Regions from separate parts of the Pan troglodytes genome. Here region 1 is linked to region 2. The links are chromatin contacts, called in public HiChIP or PLAC-seq maps. All regions are on one chromosome and are shown on one strand. The core of a region is the stretch at or near the end of the contact, and the rest is flanking DNA. Distances in the headings are between cores, read along the strand shown. Region 1 overlaps ERGIC1 (endoplasmic reticulum-golgi intermediate compartment 1). Region 2 has its middle 6.0 kb from the start of DUSP1.

Region 1 (2,805 bases), core at 215-2,714, 170 kb after region 2:
CCTCACAGTAGGGTTCAGAAGGCTCTTTTCTGTCCCCGTTTCTGTTTGCTCCTGTATGGAAAGCAGCTGAGACTCTGGGCATTACAGTCATTTGGCAATGGCCGGGCATGGTGGCTTATGCCTGTAATCCCAGCACTTTGGGAGGCTGAGGCGGGGGATCACTTGAGGTCAGGAGTTCAAGACCAGCCTGGCCAACATGGCAAAACCTCATCTCTAGTGAAAATACAAAAATTAGCTGAGCATGGGGGGTGGGCACTTGTAGTCCCAGCTACTCGGGAGGCTGAGGCCGGAGAATCCCTTGAACCCAGAAGGCGGACGTTGCAGTGAGCTGAGCTGATGCCACTGCACTCCAGCCTGAGTACCAGAGCGAGACTCTATCTCAAAAAAAAAAAGAAAAAAAAAAAAAAGAAATCGGCCGGGCACGGTGGCTCATGCCTGTAATCCCAGCACTTTGGGAGGCTGAGGTGGGCGGATCACCAGGTCAGGAGTTTGAGACCAGCCTGACTAACATTGTGAAACCCCATCTCCACTAAAAGTACAAAAAATTAGCCGGGCATGGTGGCACATGCTTGCAGTCCCAGCTACTTGGGACGGTGAGGCAGGAGAATTGCTTGAACCTGGCAGACAGAGGTTGCAGTGAGCCGAGATGACACCACTGCACTCGGGTCTGGGAGATAGAGTGAGACTCCATCTCAAAAAAAAAAAGAAAAAAGAAAAGAAATCACTTGGCAAGTGGCTGAGAAATGAAGCGACTTCATTTATTCACTTAACATTTGCTAGAATTCACTATGTTCCGGCCCCTGTAGCAGGCACCAGGGTTAGCTGAATCATACGCAGTCCCTGCCTTGAAGGAGCCCCCTGCTGGAGAGGCAGATGAGTGAGCACAGGGAGCTGTGACCGGCTCTAGTGGAGATGTGCGCCAGACACTGCAGGCAAACAAGAGGGCGCCATCCCCTTTGTTTGGGAACTCTAAGAATGGAACCCTGTGATGGGCCTTGAGCTGAGGAGGAAGGGCCCGGGAAAGGGAATGCTATGCGCAGAGGTGCCCAGTATAACATGTCCTATGAAGGCCATGCCACCCCCTTTGGCAGGTGACGAACTCCCCAGTGAGCCGCTGACCTTCTGAGAGCAGGAGGCTCCAAGAAGCCACGGGGAAGACCCTTCCTTCGTCAGAGACCCAATGCCTCTATGACTCCTCCTTCTCTTCCTATCCTTGGCCACCAGCCTGTCCTCCATTTCTGCCCCATCCACCTCTGCTCAAGCGTGGGCTGGCAAAGCCCTGGGCTTGTGGGCCACACTGCTGCAGGGAACCTCCTGACATCATTAGCCTGGTGGTTCTTCTGAAGGCCCTGTGCCACCACCTTGGTTGCCATGGTAACCGTGGGGTCAGCTCTGAAGGAGCCAGCCGGCCGGCTGTCCCTGGCAGATGGCGTCATTGTGGAGCTTCAAAGGCCCTTGTCACAGGGCAGCAGATGTGGGGATGACGCCAGCACTCAGACACACACGTACACACACGGCACAAAGATCCCTGGGAGCCCTCGGAGGGCGGGGTGGGGCCGGGATGGAAGTGGAGGCACCTGCTGTGGCTTCTCTTTCTCTCTTTTTAAAATCAAACACTTGCGTGCAAAGCCCCTAAACGGCAAATGGGGGCCTCTGCAAATAGCTCCTTAGAGGGGCTGCAGATGAAGAGGGGCTTAGGTCGGGATGTCGTCATGTGGTGGCTGCGGGGCTGGGAGGCAGCTGTGGGTGGGCTGGAGGGAGGGTAGAGGCAGGTGGGGCCTCCCAGATGCATTGCCAAGTGTTTAGTACCTGGCTGCTTCCAGGTTGCCCCCTCCAGGATCTCATTGTCCCAAAAGGGCTTGTTTATCCCTAGCCTACAGCAGTTTTTCCTCCTGGAAGTCTTTAGCCAGGCTTCTTGGAGCTTCTCTCTCTCGGCACGTGGGGCACCTTGCTCAGAGCGATGCTCTGTGCTATATCAGAACATTCCAGCGCCAAGGGAATAAACAGATCGTGTTTGACAACATGCAAGTAATCCCCTCCAAAGTGCTCCCCTCCCACACACACATTTGTCCTCTGCCACTTGCTGTAGCTCCCTTTTTGAGATTGAGATTGCCTTCAAGTGGGTTGTGGTGACAGACTGGATGGCTTCAGAGGTGTCAGATCTCTTTCCTTGCATGGTTTATTTTAATTTGGAGGAAGAGCCAGAAGTCACAAAGTGCCAGTTGGGCCAGTATGGCCGGGATGGTTTTTGCCCACCAAGAAGTACCGGATGGCGATGACACCCTCCCATTGCGTGCTACTCAAAACCTGTCATTCTTGAAGAGTTGCGCAGCTCACTTAACTCAAGTGGTGCTCAGGGCCCTTGGCCAGGGCTTAACCTGAGTATGAGGGAGAGTTGCTACAGGGAGCCCCACCCACAGACGTTCCTCTCTGCTGCCCTCTTTCATGCTTTCTAACCTGGGGACTAATCCCCCAGACTTTAGATTGCCCTGCATGGTTGTCAGGCCTGATGATGACCTCCGGGTCTGACTTACCTGTGTCCCCAGCATCCAGTGAAGGGCCTGGCCTGGACACAGGTGCTCGGAAATGTGTAAGAGGCAGCTGCCTAAAGAAGTGATCATATTTTCAGCTGGGCGCGGTGGCGCACACCTGTAATTCCAGCACTTTGGGAGGCCAAGGTGGGCAGATCGCCTGAGGCTAAGAGTTCAAGACCAGCCTGGCCAATATGGCGAAACTTCGTCTCTACTAAAAATACAAAAAATTAGCCAGGTGTGGTGGTGCACGCCTGTAGTCCCAGCTACTGTG
Region 2 (2,700 bases), core at 119-2,618:
GGGAAGCAGCTTGCCCCAGGTTAGTGGAGCAGGGCTAGATGGGCTCAGAACAGAGGCCACTGCTCCAAAGCTCTGATGGCCTAGAGTAAAGTGTTGTCTGATGCGCGCCCAGGGTGTCACTTTGGTGAGGCAGCCCACTTTTGTGGGCGCTCAAGCACGAGCGCCCCTCCGGAGCGCCATTCTGGAGGGGCGCTCATGCTTGAGGGACAGAATAGGGAGCAGCTGAGTCACAAGACAATATTACTGGGCCGTATTACAGATTGGGAAAACAGAGGTTAAAGAGTTTGATAGCAGGCCGGGTGCCGTGGCTCAAGCCTGTAATCCTAGTACTTTGGGAGGCCCAGGCGGGTGGATCACAAGGTCAGGAGATCGAGACCATCCTGGCCAACCTGGTGAAACCGTGTCTCTACTAAAAATACAAAAATTAGCTGGGCGTGGTGGTGCGTGCCTGTAATCCCAGCTACTCAGGAGGCTGAGTCAGGAGAATCTCTTGAACCAGGGAGTCGGAGGTTGCAGTGAGCTGAGATCGCGCCACTGCACTCCAGCCTAGCGGCAGAGCAAGCATCCATCTCAAAAAAAAAAAAAAAAAGTTTGATAGCTTACACACCACTAACAGGTGGCAGAGTCAGGACTTGAACGCAGGTCTAGCCAACTGCAATTCACACGCTGTATCCACTGGTCCACAAACATACCTCTCAAACATCAGGTCTTTGCTGCTCTCCTGGCCTTGGAGCCCTCTTTCCAGTTCACCTCTCAAATGGGCAACTGGGTTATATCGTTCAGGTCTTAGTTTATCCTGCCTTCATAGCCTTCATCCTTATCTTATTTTGTGATTATCTTATTTCTATAACCCCCCCAAATATAGCGCCATGAGATGGCAAGTGACAAAGTAAAATTACTTTTGCTGTTTAGCGAAAATAGCAAAAGTAATTTTAGCTACTTATAAGTAGGAATTTTGTCTTGCACCAAAGTATCCCCTGAGACTATACTTATCAATATTTGTTGAACACATGAATGAATGAGTGAATGAATGAATGAACGAATGAGTGAATGAATGCGTGGGCCTCCTGCCTAGCTTTAAAAGCCACATTCAAGGAAAAGGTGGCTATGAGCTTATCTTCCTTGGCAGAGCAGTTTTGTCCACTGTGGCGCTAGCAGAGAGCACACCCTTTGTTCTCCACGGGGTGGAAGACACCTCCTCGGCAGGCAGAGGGGAGCAGGGCTGCTGGTCTGCACCTACAGGCTGTTCTCAAACAGGCTTACCCCGCAGAGCTCTGGAAAAGAGGTGAGCAGCCCTCCCACCTGCTCTCCAGAAAGCAACCTGCAGAGAAAAACAGCCCGGGATGACCTGGATCCACCCGGCGGGCGCGGGGAGGGGCCGCAGCGGCATTGTTTGCCTCTGTGTATGGCAACCAGAAACCACCGCAGCCAGCACTTCTCAGAGGCACCCCGCCCCCCTTTATTTTAATCTCCTAAACTGATTTGTCAGCAGCAGGAAGTGACATGACAGCTTTCCTCACAAAAGGGAAACTCCTCCGCGTTACCATGGGGATGGAGGCCACTGTAGGATCACAGATTTATATAATCTTAAAGGTGTACACACAATGATGTCATCCTCTGACGGGCCAGGGGAGGGAGGGAAAGGGACGCCAGAGGCTGCAAGTCCAAAGCAAATCAGCTACGATTTGCAAAATTCCAAGGACAGGATGCGGTGGAGGTGGGGGAGGGGGAGTGTTAGAGGTATTATAATGAAATAATGGGTGCCTGGAAACCACAGAAAAGCATAATGTATGCATTGATGCATTTTCTACATCCCAGAATTAGAGAGATGGGAAGAACAGTACTCAGATCCAGTGCAAATTGGTCATTTTACGGAGTGGGAAAACTGAGCCAGGAGAACTGCCAGAAGCCATTAGGACAGAGACAAGGGGATGGAAACATTTCTCCATGGCCCACTGTGTGCCAGGCACTTTACATTCATCAGCCCATGTCTTTCTCACAAGTGAGCCTCAGTTTTGTCCTCTGTAAAATGGGTATTGCTGTTAAAGGTTACTTAACCTTAGCAGTACCTGGCACACAGTGCTCACTCTAAAACTGGCAACCATCGTTGCCACATTATCAGTATTAAAAGTCTTATTTCAATCTCTTCCTGGGAAACAAACACATTAATAGACTTTAAGTATCTTTCATCATGAGGTATTAATTTTTTCCCAAGGAAAGCAGTCTGAGGCCAAATATGAGATTTTCTGGAGGGTCTGAACACAGTGACTCCGGTACATGGGGATCGGGGGTCATCATTCCTGGCTCTCAGGGCTGGCATGAGGCAGAGTGGCTTGAGCCGGGAGAAGTGAGTGACTTGTTTTCACTGGCGGCTTCCTTAGGCAGCCGCTGTATTTTTCCACTGCGTGGATCACACTGGAGATTAATTTTGGTTCAGCCAGTGCCTGCCAAGCAGAAAGCGAAGGCCCTAGCCCACGGGGAAGTCAGCCATGGCATCTGTCACAGACTCGATGTCGCTGGTACATTTCCACGGAGAGAGATATTTACAATAGTAAATTTCTAGGCTTTGATAAAAACACTGGGTACGATTTGTTTTGATAGGCATGAACATACTTGTAATCGGAAACCCAGCTGAGGAAATGAGCTTGCCAGCCCAGGATAAGTTCTTAGAACTTAGAACACAGGGATCTTTCAGACCCT

Evidence for each region. HiChIP or PLAC-seq counts read pairs in DNA pulled down with a chosen protein or histone mark.
Region 1: an H3K4me3 HiChIP or PLAC-seq map of stem cell-derived excitatory neurons shows a contact between it and region 2, with 6 times the contacts expected there. The contact joins two enhancer-like sites. A contact is called at or near these places in 1 of 7 Hi-C or Micro-C datasets (stem cell-derived neural progenitor cells) and 1 of 1 datasets of contacts at active chromatin or transcription factors (stem cell-derived excitatory neurons).

What each region holds. Positions count from the first base shown.
Region 1 is chr4:170,601,642-170,604,446 of NHGRI_mPanTro3-v2.0_pri, forward strand. All of the region lies in intron 9 of ERGIC1 (endoplasmic reticulum-golgi intermediate compartment 1), which reads left to right. Among named protein-coding and RNA genes, the nearest start is that of RPL26L1, 19 kb to the right of the region's middle. Within about 2 kb of position 1,465, at least 15 of the 24 cell types and tissues checked have an H3K27ac peak or open chromatin away from gene starts, as enhancers often do. A contact at or near this core is called in stem cell-derived excitatory neurons and stem cell-derived neural progenitor cells, where this site is marked.
Region 2 is chr4:170,427,688-170,430,387 of NHGRI_mPanTro3-v2.0_pri, forward strand. No RefSeq gene overlaps it. Among named protein-coding and RNA genes, the nearest start is that of DUSP1, 6.0 kb to the right of the region's middle. Within about 2 kb of position 1,369, at least 22 of the 24 cell types and tissues checked have an H3K27ac peak or open chromatin away from gene starts, as enhancers often do. A contact at or near this core is called in stem cell-derived excitatory neurons and stem cell-derived neural progenitor cells, where this site is marked.